Linked DNA regions of Mus musculus: regions 1, 2, 4 and 5 are each linked to region 3. The links are chromatin contacts, called in public HiChIP or PLAC-seq and promoter capture Hi-C maps. All regions are on one chromosome and are shown on one strand. Each heading gives the region's core, a stretch centred on a gene start, on an enhancer-like site or on the middle of the called end of the contact. The rest is flanking DNA. Distances are from core to core; before and after follow the strand shown. Region 1 holds the start of Sqle (squalene epoxidase). Region 2 holds the start of Tatdn1 (TatD DNase domain containing 1). Region 3 holds the start of Fam91a1 (family with sequence similarity 91, member A1). Region 4 holds the start of Mtss1 (MTSS I-BAR domain containing 1). Region 5 holds the start of Washc5 (WASH complex subunit 5).

Region 1 (2,755 bases), core at 37-2,536, 900 kb before region 3:
GAAATTCTAACATTTCCTACCAAAATCAACACCCAATCCCTGAGGTTCACACAACAAATGCTTTTCATCTTCCCTAAGAGCACAGCCACAACACAGTCCAGAACTTTAAGAAACGCAATCAAATGAGAACACTGACGCTTCTAAGCCACCACTTTCGTGACTTTTAAAGAAACCATAAACTTCAGTGACCTCGATCTGAAGTTTAAAATACGATCCCATTCATTTGCCCACTGTGGCATCAGGCATACCTTCTTGGACTCCAGCTGTTCTTTCTTTTCTGATTCAGGTGACTTGGCCCAGAAGAAGCCAATAAGAGGCAAAGCAGAGAGAATATCCGAGAAGGCAGCGAACTGGGCGCCGCTCTGATGGCGGCCAAGGAGGCCCCCGTGTCGATGGCGACAGCGGTAGGAGAGCACCAGGCCCAGCGACAGGAACACCAGCACGCACAGCAGGAGCTCCTTGTTGGCCAGGGTGACATCCCCGCATTTCTTATAAAAATAGGTGAAGGTAGCAATGCCAAGAAAAGTCCACATGGCTCAAAAGGCTTCTTTGGTGGCACCAGCCAAGGCTGAGGATTTTGTGTTTTGGGGGTCTCTTGGGGGGGTCTTTTTTCCTCGGAAGGTCTTCAGTGATTAAAATGTCCCCAAAATGTAGTTCTCAAAGGGGTTCGGGGCAACCGGTCGAACTTCTTCCAATAAATAGTTTCAGGATCACGAGTCAGATGTGATCAATTTTTGAAATCATTGAGAGTGCAAATGTATCTTAAGTTGTCCAGATCTTAAAAGGCAGCATTTAAAGCCTGCCTACCCCAACGGCTCCTGATTACACACTTCTTCATTCAGCCAACTGATGGACACGGGCCTCTCTATTGGGCTGAGGGGTGCGAATGTGGCTGTATACTTCGATGTCCGCTCGCCTGGCTGTAAACGGTCTTTTGTCACCAGCAGCAGGTGCTCGGTAGGAAGGAGTCGGGAGCGTAGAAGGATCTGGGTGCTGGGAAAGCTGCCCTTAGCAACACTGCCCCGGCAGCCTTCTCCAACAAAAGATGGCCACGGCGTCCCGAAGCGCGGCGGCAGCCTGGCAGCTCAGCCCTCCCTTGGAGATTCCTCCTCAAGCAAGCCCCGAAGTCACGGCCGGGAACCTGTCCGACCGACACTTGCCTTCCTCGAGAGTGAATGGCTGTCTCGGATGAGCGTCCTTCAGAGCGAGGCGAAGGCTCCTGCCCGCCGGGTCCCCAGCATCCCTCGCGGACAGTAACCAGAGTAACCGCTGCGCGCCCCGCTCGCAACCCGGCCCCACGCGCTTCAGCCGCCCGGCGGGCTCGGCCCAGCCCAGGGACCGGGAGGCGGGGCTCCGGCCCGGCACCGCCCCTTGAGCGGACCCCGCCTCCCACGCCGTCCGAACCAATGAGAGCGCGCACCGCGCGGTAGGCTGAGATGGCGCTATAGAGCGTTTGTCCAATGGCGGGCGGCGCACTCCGCGCGGCGCCAGTCGCAGAGGCGCTAGGGCGATGTTGCGTGGTGCGGGGCGGGTGCGTGGGGTGGGCGCGGGGCCGGTGGGTGAATGGGGCGGTGCCCGCTCGGCCTGGCCGCCGCGGGGTCCTCAGGCCCCACCTGCGGAGGGTGGAGCTCGCTCTGGAGGAACTCTTGGTGGCTCCTGGTGGCTCAAACGCAAGAGAGCTACAGGAGTCATCCGGGCGGACTGGATGATCACGGGCTAGAAAGGCGAGGAGGACGTGACACGCCGGCGAACCTGCCATAATTAGTGGACGAGGACTAAAGAAAATGAGAGAAGTCAGTAGGTGGAGATGGATCACGCCTTTAATCCCAGAACTCGGGATGCAAGAGGATCTCTGTGAGTTTGAGGCCAGCTTGATCTGCATAGCGTGTTCCAGACCAGTCAGAGATACACAGTGAAATCCTTCTCGGGTTAAAGAAAGAATGAGAAAGGAAAAAAAAAAAAAATGTCCTAATCAACAGCAATCCCAAAACTGTTTAATAAGATCATTTTATGTTTTAAGCACTATGCCAGAGCGTTGCAAACATTCATTCAACCCTTACAGCAGTCTTGCAAGAATGGCATTACCTTTCTGTTACAGAAGTAACCGAGCAGTTTATCTGCCGTCGTTCATGAGACTAACAACATCATTTTATACTATCCACAGCTACTGTCATGTAACCGAATTTCAGACTCGACAGTACCATTTAATTATCAAGCTTTCGTTGAGTTCTTAGTTATCTATGGTTTAGGTCTCACCCTAAACACTTCTCAGATATCTTTATTAGTTTCTGCGATTTTTTTTTAAGTCATTCAAACAGGTACAGTTGTTTAACCCGTTTATCCTTTAATAATGAAAGAAGTAAGTCTCACAGAACTGTATCCTACCAACCCTTTGCAGCAGGCACAGCCAACTCTATCTAGCTCCACATTTCTTCCTTCCTTTCGATTTGTTTACTTATGTATTTTGTCTACATGTATGGCTGCACTTTAGAAGAAGGCACTGGATCCCATGGGACTACAGTAACAGTTGTAAGCAGCCATTCGAGCACTAGGACTTGAACTGTGGACCTCTCATAGAAGCCATTGCTCTTAACAGCTGAGTCATCTCTCTGGCCCTAACACCACATTCCTAATGAGGGTCTCTCCATGTTCCTAAGTCCAACCAACAATAAGCTGAAATTCTAGGCAACTTAAATGAGTCTTAACCTTGCCAAATGTCTCCCACCTTTGGGCACTAGTAGGAGAAAATGAGATG
Region 2 (2,700 bases), core at 53-2,552, 520 kb before region 3:
GAACTGATGCGGACAAGGACTAAGAAAAGATGTCAGCTTTCAAATCTGTTAGTGCTGTCATAGTAGCTAGTTTGATTATTCCCTCCATGAATATGAGCCCTAATATCTCCAACTGTACTATAACACTGTCTGGATTCTTGAAGTCTTAACTTCTTCAGTAACACTGTTCCTTCTGAGTTTCCCCGTCACGTTCCCCGTTAATCCATGGGATTGCAGCTCAAAATCAAGGGTTAACTGTCATTTATTTGCCATCCAGAATGGACGCTGAATTGCAAATTCTGTTAAATAAATAAGAAAAACTTAGGAAAGAAGCTAGCAACTGTTCAGCATTGTACACTGCACCAGCCTGCATAACAAAGAGATGTAACCACAAACTTGTATCCTAGGATTCCAGGGTTACCCTCTGCAGGTCTTACAGGGTTACTTGATTTTCCATCTTTTTCTTGGAAGTCCTCCTTGTGGGATTAGGTTTTAGGGTAAGAGTGTAGCGGTATGGGACTTACACATCTTCGGTTGTCACTGCCCCTTGCATTTCTTTTAGGTCATGAAAGTCTACACGTTTTAACACTATATTGTTGTTTGTTTGTTTGTAAGAAGGGTATTTTTTTTTTTTTGGCCTAGCCTCAAACTCATAATGTAATGGAGAATATCTGTCTCCCCCAACATATGCCACCGTATGAGACTTAACGAGAAGACTAGTAACAATGGTTAAAGAAATAAAATGACGTAGGAGGTGGAATAGAATGAGCCTGCTTATCTGTAAAATCAGGCTAAAATAATCACTAATATCTGAGTTACTCTGCAAACTAAAGATAATGGACAAATTACTGTTAAGGTTAGGGACGACAGAGTCATAAAAACGTTAGCTTTAGATCCATGACAATGACAGTCCTAGGTACTTTTTATTTCTTCATGCAACTTTCTACGCTGGGTCCTGGTTGCGCCCCACACAATCATCTCCGCCAGATCAAGCAGAGAGGACTGCATCGGGACCCGGGTTCAAGGGCGGGCTCCCTTCACTGTGTCCCCCAAGTCCTTGATCAGCCTGGCCCACGGGGCCCCTCGGCTTCCGTCCCCGAGCCCCGGGTCCCCTCTCCCCACCTGTGGATACACCATGACTCGAGGTGGCGCAGCGCGCGCTTATACAGCCGCAGCACCTTCTGCTGGTGGGTCAGGTAGGCCGGGGGAGCGCAGAACGCCATAGCGTCCGGCTCACCTTCAGCGGCCGCCGCGGGGGCTGCCGGGAACCCGGAAGCGGGCGGTTGTGAGGCGGAACCGGAAGGACGAGCGTGCTCTGAGCCACTTCCGCTTTTCCCTGGGAGGAGCCTGCCGCGCCGTCATGAGTCTCTTCAAGTTCGTGGGTAAGGGCAGGTTTGTCTTGGTCGTGAGCCTCGCTGACAGTCCCGGGTCCCCTTTTCGCGGCATGGCCTTTCCAGGGCACGGAAGATGCCCGGAGGCCTCGCGTGCTGGCAATGACTGATCTGGTTCTTGCTGGAGGATGGTTTCCCTAGTGCATGTTCATTTATGAGCATTCCCGGGCAATGAATCATTGTGACTTGTGCTTTTTTTGTGTGTGTTTAATTCAACTGGAAAGAGAGGAATAGGTGTGGGGTGTGCTTCAGCCGTAGACTGATCGCCTAGCATGGGCTAGTCCCCGAGTCCTCCCATCTCTCAAAAAGCACCGCCCCCCAAGCCAATCACTTTTCTTCTGTCTTTCGTGAACTCTTCTACATGGCCGGCCTGACAGTCCCTCCAAGGTACCGGTTCACTCAGTCATCCCTTCATACCACAGACAACTCTGGGAGGCTTGACATTGAGTCCCGGGAATGTGGCCAAGTCCTGCTCACAGGCCATCTAGACATAAACGGGAGTCCTCAGACGGGAGGGGGTGGCAAATTGTGTCGCCTCGCAAGTTCCACGATCCATCCGACAGCTGGAGAGTGCGGCAAGGATTCAAAATGGGGGACATTGTAAGAGTCAGGGTTGGAAGGATAACTTGGAACCCTAAAGTCTCGATTACTTAAATTTCACTTCTATTGGGAGTGGCGTTCCAATGAAGGCTTTTCAGCAAATCTTTGAGTGCCAGTTGTACGGAAAGAGTCTTGCCTTCTGGGATACCGATGTGGGTAGTCTCAGTATGAACCTCGTCGTTGTGGACTTTCCCTGCTATTTAAGGGTGGGAAGTGACAGGGAGGAGGTTACCCTGATAGTCGTTTTGTAGATTTTGTGGCAGATAAGGGGACGAATGTAAGTATTTCAGGTTTTGCAAACAGGGAAAAGAATAGAAAAAGAGAAATGGGATGGTTGTGCATAGCATTTAGCACTGACTGTTCATGCCTGTTGTGGGAAGTGAAGACCCAAAGATGGCAGGTTAAGAAATACCTAGGCCATCTGGATCTAATAGATTAGGTCCATTCGTGAGTTAAAGGACATCCAAATAGAGACATCCTCCGAGCACTCAAAAGTGGAATCAGGAGAGTGGTTAAGGTTATACAGTAAAATCTGAGAGACACCTTAAGCAATATATTTTCCCAAGACACTGTATTTAAATATGGAGTTGTGAGAAATCTAGTCGTGAGTTAGTTTCCACACCAGAGACGTGAGGCCTATGGCCAGTCAAAGCAAACGTGGGGAGAATGTTAGCAGGTTTTTCAAAAACTCTGTGAGAAAGCCTGAAGTGAAGGTTAGGTGTTCTGGGTT
Region 3 (2,700 bases), core at 104-2,603:
ATCTTTGACAACCTATAGACCTTTGCCCCTGAAACACACCTAGGGTTCTGGTGTCTTAGAAGTATTTTGTCACGTGATGTCCACCAGACCCTTAACTCGTTCTCTAGAACTAGGACTCAAAGTAAATCACAAGAATCATAAAAACATTACCACCACCATTCCATAATTCCAAAAGTATACCTGCTGCCCACCACCAAGAGAAACCAGAAATCAGAGGAACTTAGAAACGGTGGGCAGCGAACCCCTGCATTGCATGTAGTAAACATACTATACATGTAAGCACACACATCAAGGCCTTCGTAAAAGTTCAAACCACCTATCCGTTCTTTTCTTTCACCAGTCCATTTACTCTGTCTCTGACAGAAAAGACTCTCCGTGGAGGCAGGATCCTTAAACTATCTGCATGCTCAGTAAACACGACTGAGTAAAACTACCATTCATTGTAAGCATTCGATTAAAAAACAAAAACAAAACCCCTCGGGTCATGCTCCCGTTGATCCTTTATAAACTCAGGCTGTGTAAAGGACGAAGTCCGACAACACAAACCACACACGTACCCTTCCAAATCAGGCCTGACTGCTCTGTCAGCCTCGGCAGCTATCACCCTCACGCATCCAGCCAACATTTCCAAGTGGATCGGAACACGTCTCCGAACTCTGGTGATTGTTCACAGCTCCGGAGACGTACTCTTCCCTCTTCCCGGGGGTGGAGGGCCTTCGTTCCTCATCTTAGTAACTTTTAGTGGTCTTCCAGGGCCAACTTTAAATGCTTTCAGTTACACATGCAACTCCAAGCAGGCAACCTAACCCCCAGAAACGCTCCAGAGGAGGTACGTGTGATCTGTCGCTTTGCACTCCCTTCTCCCACCACTCTCAAGTTTGGGGGCCCGGGGACTTTATTAAAATAAAGATTGCAGGCCGAGGTACCAGGCGAGTCCGGGGGGACACCCGTCCAGCCTTCTTGGGAGACAGCGCACGCCCAGTTTCCCCGAGCCCCCCGACGGCCCGCAGGTCAGGCGACAGAGAAGCAGGGCGGAGCCATACCTGCTTCACGTTCGTTGGCAACTTGCTCCAAGGATAATTGTGCCGGATGTGGAACTCAACGTCGATGTTCATGATGCCGGAGCCCAGGCCCGCGGCGGCCGCGGCTGCCACGCCGCCTGCCGCCCGCGAGCGCCCGGCCTGTCAGCGGAGCCCGCACGTCTAGGCCGCACGAGCACGGCGCCGCCCCATGGCCAGGCCCCCACAGGTCCGCGCGGCGCCGGCCACGGGGCACGGACGGGAGCGCCAACTACGACCCGCGCCTCGGCAGCTCCAAGTTTCTTCCTAGTTTCGGCCTGCCGGAAATGGCTCTGTGCCGACGTCACTTCCGCTCACTGGCCTAGGTCCGAGCGTGGAGCTCCGCCCCCACCCCACCCCCCGCACGTGGTTGAACGGTGCGAGGAAGGCGGGACTCAGAGACCCTCCGAGCCCAGCCAGCCGCGCCTGCGCATTGGGGTGACAGAGGCTCCCTGGTCTGCACCTCTGGGTTTGTGTGACTCAGTTTCCCGAATGTGTGTCTCCAATGGCTCTGTCGGTTGTCTGAGCAAAAGCGCTTCTAATGAAAGAACCACTCTCGCCACCCTGCCGAACAAGAGAACACCGAGTATGCCTGGGCCCCCCCCACCCATTGGCCTAGAGTCGCTAGCGGCGTCATCCCTTCCAAGCATTCGCTGTATCCTGGGGATGGAGAACGTTGGACTCCTTCCAAGATCCAAATTCTTAAAATGTAGGGATTTGAGGTGCAGAAATGTTAACTTGCTTCGATCGCCTTTTTAAACGCAGAACTGGGATGGTTATCCCTACAGCTCTCCTGAGGTCTTTGGGAACGGTTTCTTCCAGAGTATATTTTATTTCCTAAGCAAACTCATTTAACTGCAAGACTTCAGTGGTTCTTTGTCTATTTTTTCATTTTAAAGCAATGTTTTTAAGTCATGTTTTGTTATACACTACTGATAAGAACTGAAAACATTAAAGACGCTTAATCCATACCTCAACAACTGGCCAGTCTGAGGCATGCCATTATATCTAATTATTTGAAACTATTATGGTACACACTGCTCTTACATAGGTGTATTGGTCTGGTTATCTGATCGCAGTAACTTCCTATCCTGCTGAGATCCTCCTCAACGTAGCTAAAATGTTCTGAACTCCAGTAATGCAACAGTATTCAAAAGTATGATCTGTCTACTATGTATCATTCCCTTGCCTCAACAGTCAGTGAAACATTGCCACAGCGACTAGGCCTATCAGAAGAAGAAAGTGAGGTTGGCAGGGCTACAAGAGCCCTCAGAATGGCAGAGCCCACTGGTTTTCACAATGTATTATTTTATGTATGAGTGTTTTGCCTGCATGTGTGTGTGTGTGTGTGTGTGTGTGTGTGTGTGTGTGCACCACCAGTGTGCCTTGTACCTTCAGAGGCCAGAAGAGAGCATCAGATATCAGGTGCCCAGAAGTTGGATTTCAGATTTTTTTTTGCTAAACAAAAGCAAGTGATTTTAGCTGCTGGGCCAACTGTCCAGGCCCAGCCCAAGGCTGTTTATTGGAACCATCCTGTGAATTCCTCAGGAACACCCTTCATAGAAATATTCTGTCTCCTGCTTTAGTTTAGGAAAGTTCATTTAGAGTTAGTGAAATAAATACCCCCTACATTTTTCATAAT
Region 4 (2,700 bases), core at 79-2,578, 670 kb before region 3:
AAGGCCACAGGGTTCATGGGTTGTAAAATGGAGCTTGTACCAGCCAGTCCCGTGACTTGGATCATTATAATAACAGCGACATTAACATAAAAAAAAACAATTCCGGAGAACACAGCACGTGTCAAGTACTAATATGGGCAAGGTGCAGGTGAGGTATTTGCAACTGAATCTCCTTAAGGGCCGGAAGCAGCAGGGTTGCTGCACAGAAGTGACTTACAGAAGGTTTGGCCTCTCCAGATGTCAGGGAGAGTGACCTGAAGGAAAATACAAACATCAGTGTTCTGTGCAGAGTTCCCTACATTCTTTTGATCAGTGTTGAAAGAATGACTTACTAAACTGAGTTAATTGGGACTACAGCATTTGACAGGATCCTTTTGGTCAAGCTCGACACGGGTTCCGTTGACTCTTGCAAACGGTTCAATTAGGTGCTTTAAGATCGTTTACAAGTTGCCCATTTGATCCCCTACCAGACACCGGAAGACGTCAGAATAAGTGCTCCTGGCTACGGAGTTAGGCAGAGATGCTAGGGACACATTTATCAAGCCCACCTCAGTCTTTGGTGCCCTTTTTAAAAACTTCTCAAGGGGGTTTTCTGTGGCTATGGCAACCCTGGCTGGAAAACCATCAGCATTCCAGCCATATGCAGCCAACGATCTGTACAGACAGATGGGCAAGTGATTAGGAACCCTGATGCCCTTTGCGTTCGCTCAGCCTCAGCAGATCAATCTAGCGCCCTGCAACTTTCTGGAACTCAGCATCCCACCGCAGGATACTCTTCCCAGACTCTCCCTAATCTTGTAGCTGGCTCCCTGCAGCCGTGACTCGGGCGTTGCAGTCCTGACATCATCGAAGAGGCCTCTTCTCCAGAGGCTGCAGCAGCGACAGCAGTAACAGCTTTCCCGCCTCACTGGTCGCTCACCAGGTGCGGGGCGCAGCGCTCAACGTGCCGACCTTGCAGGTCCCTCGAGGGGCGGGGCCGGAGGTGCAGCGCGGCTTCCCTGCACGCTAGCTGCCATTGTGGGCGGCTGGGCGCTCACTCGCCCTCTCCACTCAGAGACCCTCGCCGCACGAGGCGCTCTGAACGTCCGGGAGACGCACACCGGGCTCGCCTACCCTCCCGCCAGCTCCTCCTTGCAGCAGGCGCTCTGCACGCCTCTCAGCCAGCGCGCGCTCCCAGCCCCGCCCTCGGGCGGCTCACGCACGAGCCGCGGGCGCGCGCCTCCCCCGCGCTCCCGCGCCAGACGGTCGCGAGCGCGCGTGCGCTCCTCGCAACATCCCCGGGAGCACCGCCAGAGCGAGCGCGGGGCCGGGCGCACAGGAGTAAAAAGGAGGCGGCGGCCGCGTCTGCGAGCAACAGATCCGGGCGACGCGAGCTGACCTCGTCTGCTGCTGCCCTTTTTCGTTCTCTCTTTCTTTATTTTGGAGTTTCAGAAAAAAATTATATTTGGAAGACATTTTTTTTTTTTTCGTAAATGGCGCTGGCCCCGGGTCAGCGGGCGGTTTTCTCTGCACCAAGATGGGCTTCGCCTTTTCCGTCGTGGGCACTCTTGGTGGCTTGATTGTCAGTCTTCTCCGGGCATTTTTGAGACCAGGAGCCGAGCACTGCACATAGGTGACTCGCCCTCCGGAGCGGCTGGGCGTCTTGGATTGGGACTTGGGGGGGCAGAGTGCAGTAAATTGCGAGCACCGCGTGCTCTCTGCAAAACCGGCGGCGAGCCGGAGGTAGGTCGCTCCCAGGGTGAAACCGCTCCCGGGCTGAGCGAGCCCGGCCCCGTGCGCAGTGCAGCCGCCCCGAGAGCGTGTCCTGTCCCCGCCGCGCCGGGAAAATGGAGGCTGTGATCGAGAAGGAATGCAGCGCGCTTGGAGGCCTCTTCCAGACCATCATCAGCGACATGAAGGTAGGACGCTGGGGGCGCGGCTGCTCTGACCTCGCCGCGGGGCTTCCCCTCCACCGCGGCCGGCCTGGCCCTCGCCGGCGCTGCCGGCCACCTGCGGGAGCTCTGGCGACCCGGGTGTCACCTTCTTACCCGCCGCACTGCTCCGGCTGTGCTGGGTCACTGGGCAGGCGACTTCCCGGGGGCTAGTGGGGGAGAGTCTGATGCCACTTACCAACCCCTGCATTCATAATCCCAGGGGGCGACACCATCTTGTTCCTTTGGGGGTTTAGGGCCCTAGTTCCAAGTTTTCCATTGTCTGTCCCTGGACTGAGTGTCTGCGACCCGTGGAGGATGGACGCCCTGGAGGACACCTGACTCCCTGGGTTTGGGGTGGAGTGCTTGGCGCGGTGGTGGAGCGGTAGTGGGGGCCCCTGCTTGGCTGCAGGAAAGAGTCTTCCGGCCTGGGAGATTGGGTGGCAGGGTTGTTACAAGCTTGGCTTTCAGGTCTACCTGGAGTAGGGGAATCTGAGCAAATTAGTTATTAATTAGTCTGTTCCAGAGCTGCTGATGGTGTTCCTTGCATTCCCCATACCCTCCCCCGGGGCTTGGCGCAGAAGTTCCCAGGGACCCCGAGCCTGAGAGGCTCACAACAGGAAGGCAAGGTTGAGGTTTCCAAAACTACTATACCCAGCTCTCTCAAACACACATCCACACCCCACTCTTCTCTGGGAAGGATTGTGTGTGCGTGTGAGTGCGCGCGAGTGTGTTGGGGGCGGGGAACAACCCTAGCCTTTTCCTGCAAAGGGTGGGACTGGAGATAACC
Region 5 (2,700 bases), core at 22-2,521, 960 kb before region 3:
TGGAGGTTTAACACCTCCCCCAGGGAACTTCTAACATCACGTGGGGGCATTTTTGACTGTGGCACTGGAGGGGGGTTGGGGGGTGTCACAGACCAGCATCTATGGAATTGATAGAATTCTAGCAAGTACAGTACAGTCTCTCACCACAAGGAATCATCTGAAGACAAAGCGTAATCATCACATTAGTTAAGAAACACTGATTTACACCAACCCCTTCTTGGATCCTCTTTCCAATAACACCGATCTTTTTGTTACCAGTACCTATAGCCTCCAAGACAATCTACAACAAAGTTAAGCACTTCCTGAAGTCTCACCAAGTTATTGGGCTCAGCACACTATTTTGCTTCCCTTATATTCATGAAAGAGTTGCTGTCAAGTTAAGCCAGTTTTAAATAGGAAAACACGTTTCTGCACAGCATTACAGTAGGCATAGAGCAAACCAAAAGTTCGACCGCCTTTAAATCCAAGGTGATCTCATACGACAAGAGTTGAAGTGTCTCCGTTTTCAGCATGCATACACCCTTCTCTCTGAAACCTTCCCTCGCCCACGGCTCCTCCTCTTCCACACGCCTTCTCAGTTCCTAACACACATCTCTACTATATAACTTAATACGGCTAATTGCCGACTTCTACCATTCCTTCATGCTGGGATCTCCTTAAACTGGAACATGCATTAGAAGATATAAAACGTCGCCTCACAAAAATGAAATGAGCAGGACTAAATCCGTTAAGTTACCAAAGTAATAATAAAAACTACTACCATTTCCGGGTCACCACCAACATGCCCGTGCCCAAGAAGGTTGCCTCCCGCCCCGCTTCCCCCCTCTTTTTTCACACCGAGGCTACCACATCCCTTCACCTGCAGAAGTGAAATGGCACCTGTGGCCTTGAGTCCATCTGAGCTACCTGTTCATGCCTCAGTTTCAAAAGTCAGTTCTAAACAGTTTGTTTTGTTTTGATCACATAACCTGTGATCATATGTGAGCATAACCCGCCTCCGTCTAGTTGCTGCGGGTGAAGAGGCTCAGGCCCAGGTCCCCAGAGCACAGAGGGAGGCGACAACGCCGGCTAGACCCCTATCACGGTTCCTCCTGGATCTTACCTGGCTGTCCCACCTAGCTCGGTGATATCTAGCCGAACGTCGCACGCCCAGACCCCGACTCCTTTCCTCAGCCCACTTCTGTGGCTGAAACGACCCGCGCGCGCTCTGCGTCATCACTTGGCGCCCGCGAGCGATCACATGATGCCCGGGCCCGGGCCGCCGCCCCTTGGTCACGTGACGGGCTAGGGACTCCAGGACAGAAACCCGGGTCCCGGCAGCTGACGCTCTGCGGCCCGGGACTCTAGGGGGATCCCTGGGGTGGGAGACGGGGACCGGGGCGCCCAGTCCACGCGGCCAGCGTCGGACGGCTGACAGGTGAGTCGGAGGCGGGCCTGCGGGTTCGAGGTCCATTCCTTCCCCCGTGGGCCACGTCCGGTACTGTCCCCGGAGCCAACGGGAAAACCTAGGGCTTGCAGGGTTGGGGTTGCACGCCTGATGTTCACCCACGCCTTCATGGAAATCGCTCTTGCATGCTTCTTTGAAGCTTTTGGGGTGATGCTCAGCTACTTGGCCCATAGCTGAGCTTGCAAGTTTCTCGGAGCGGTGCCTTGCTAATGTGGCTGATCTTGCACTTACTCTCCAGAAAATCAAGTAGTCACTGGAGTGATGATGGGCGAGAGCGCGCGGGGGGGTGGGGGGGGGGGTGGGGGGGGGAATAAAAGTCCTGTCGCTCACTGTGAGTTTGTGCAAGTCGTTCCTCTATACCCTAGTCTCCCTCACCTGAGACATGGTGCTGTAGTCCTTGTATTGGGGGCAGGTAGTTCTACTGGGTCCTGATTCTTCTATGATAGGAAATTTAAAAGTTGGACTCATAAAAAAAGAAAAGAAAAGTTGGACTCTTGATTTCTATATAGATGAGGGATAGTGAAGGAGTTTTATTATCTCTAACCACAGCCAGGGACTCTTTCCTTAGGTCTGCTGTTCTCACTTGTGGGTTTCATGACCCCTTTAGCAAACCTGTTTCCATAAACGTTTACATTATGATTCTTAACAGTAGCAAAATTATAGTTACTAAGTATCAATGAAAATGATTTTATGGTTGGGGTCACCACAACATGTATTAAAAGGTCAGGAAGGAAAGTTGTCTTAGATGTTAAGAATTAATGAATCAGGACTTGAGAGATGGGCCCAGTGGCTAAGACTGTTTGTTTTTCCTGAGGCCCCGGGTTCAATTCTAAGTACCCATGTGGTGACTCTCAACTATCTATAACTCCAGATCCAGGGGATCCAACACCCTCAGACATCCATGCAGGCAAAACACCAATGGACACAAAATAAATATAATTTTAAAAATTCATGAGTCACATTGGGGTGATCCAGCTTATTCCAGAACTTTTCTGGGACAGCCTCTGTTATGGATTTGAGACTGCTTTCTTTAGGGATCTGAGGTTTTGTGAAAAGAAGAAAAAATCCATCTGCTTTTGTCCTCTACACTTTAATTTTCTAAAGATATTTTGTTCTGTACTTACTGGGTAACAGATGCCATTCTTGAAAACACGTTCCTTTGACAAGGGGTTCTTCCTATTTAAAAAAAAAAAAAAAAAAAAAAAGTTACATGCCAAGATCCTAAAACTAAAGCTGCCATACTTTGTAACCTA

The links. Promoter capture Hi-C pulls out the DNA fragments that hold promoters and counts their contacts. HiChIP or PLAC-seq counts read pairs in DNA pulled down with a chosen protein or histone mark. Capture Hi-C pulls out chosen DNA fragments and counts their contacts.
Region 1: a contact with region 3 is called in a promoter capture Hi-C map of pre-B cells, with 3 times the contacts expected there. The contact joins the promoter of Sqle here to the promoter of Fam91a1 in region 3. A contact is called at or near these places in 7 of 39 promoter capture datasets (the HPC-7 cell line, hematopoietic stem and progenitor cells, hippocampal neurons and 3 more), 2 of 484 Hi-C or Micro-C datasets (the G1E-ER4 cell line and neural progenitor cells), 12 of 115 datasets of contacts at active chromatin or transcription factors (the SCID.adh cell line, astrocytes, bone marrow-derived macrophages and 5 more) and 2 of 9 other capture datasets (adipose tissue and liver).
Region 2: a contact with region 3 is called in a promoter capture Hi-C map of adipose tissue, with 6 times the contacts expected there. The contact joins the promoter of Tatdn1 here to the promoter of Fam91a1 in region 3. A contact is called at or near these places in 17 of 39 promoter capture datasets (the 3T3-L1 cell line, 3T3-L1-derived adipocytes, the C10 cell line and 13 more), 7 of 484 Hi-C or Micro-C datasets (B cells, CD4 T cells, LSK cells and 4 more), 14 of 115 datasets of contacts at active chromatin or transcription factors (the NIH/3T3 cell line, the SCID.adh cell line, craniofacial prominence and 10 more) and 4 of 9 other capture datasets (adipose tissue, liver, macrophages and 1 more).
Region 4: a contact with region 3 is called in a FOXA1 HiChIP or PLAC-seq map of pancreatic cancer cells. The contact joins the promoter of Mtss1 here to the promoter of Fam91a1 in region 3. A contact is called at or near these places in 1 of 484 Hi-C or Micro-C datasets (CD4 T cells) and 1 of 115 datasets of contacts at active chromatin or transcription factors (pancreatic cancer cells).
Region 5: a contact with region 3 is called in a promoter capture Hi-C map of pre-B cells, with 4 times the contacts expected there. The contact joins the promoter of Washc5 here to the promoter of Fam91a1 in region 3. A contact is called at or near these places in 5 of 39 promoter capture datasets (the C10 cell line, cranial neural crest, erythroid cells and 2 more), 2 of 115 datasets of contacts at active chromatin or transcription factors (bone marrow-derived macrophages and pancreatic cancer cells) and 3 of 9 other capture datasets (adipose tissue, liver and pancreatic islet).

The regions. Positions count from the first base shown.
Region 1 is chr15:59,313,623-59,316,377 of GRCm38.p6, reverse strand. It overlaps Sqle (squalene epoxidase), which reads right to left and starts at 1,286. Exons shown (of 11, transcript NM_009270.3): 1 at 249-1,286. The coding sequence starts at 533.
Region 2 is chr15:58,932,340-58,935,039 of GRCm38.p6, reverse strand. Tatdn1 (TatD DNase domain containing 1) reads left to right here and starts at 1,302. Exons shown (of 12, transcript NM_001368428.1): 1 at 1,302-1,361. The coding sequence starts at 1,340. It overlaps Ndufb9 (NADH:ubiquinone oxidoreductase subunit B9), which reads right to left and starts at 1,239. Exons shown (of 4, transcript NM_023172.4): 1 at 1,102-1,239. The coding sequence starts at 1,202. Gm36559 (a long non-coding RNA gene) reads left to right here and starts at 1,764. Exons shown (of 2, transcript XR_875364.2): 1 at 1,764-2,700.
Region 3 is chr15:58,414,121-58,416,820 of GRCm38.p6, reverse strand. It overlaps Fam91a1 (family with sequence similarity 91, member A1), which reads right to left and starts at 1,353. Exons shown (of 24, transcript NM_145959.3): 1 at 1,044-1,353. The coding sequence starts at 1,115.
Region 4 is chr15:59,080,654-59,083,353 of GRCm38.p6, reverse strand. It overlaps Mtss1 (MTSS I-BAR domain containing 1), which reads left to right and starts at 1,328. Exons shown (of 15, transcript NM_144800.2): 1 at 1,328-1,898. The coding sequence starts at 1,827.
Region 5 is chr15:59,372,758-59,375,457 of GRCm38.p6, reverse strand. It overlaps Washc5 (WASH complex subunit 5), which reads left to right and starts at 1,271. Exons shown (of 29, transcript NM_153548.3): 1 at 1,271-1,417. It overlaps Nsmce2 (NSE2/MMS21 homolog, SMC5-SMC6 complex SUMO ligase), which reads right to left and starts at 1,260. Exons shown (of 7, transcript NM_026746.3): 1 at 1,103-1,260.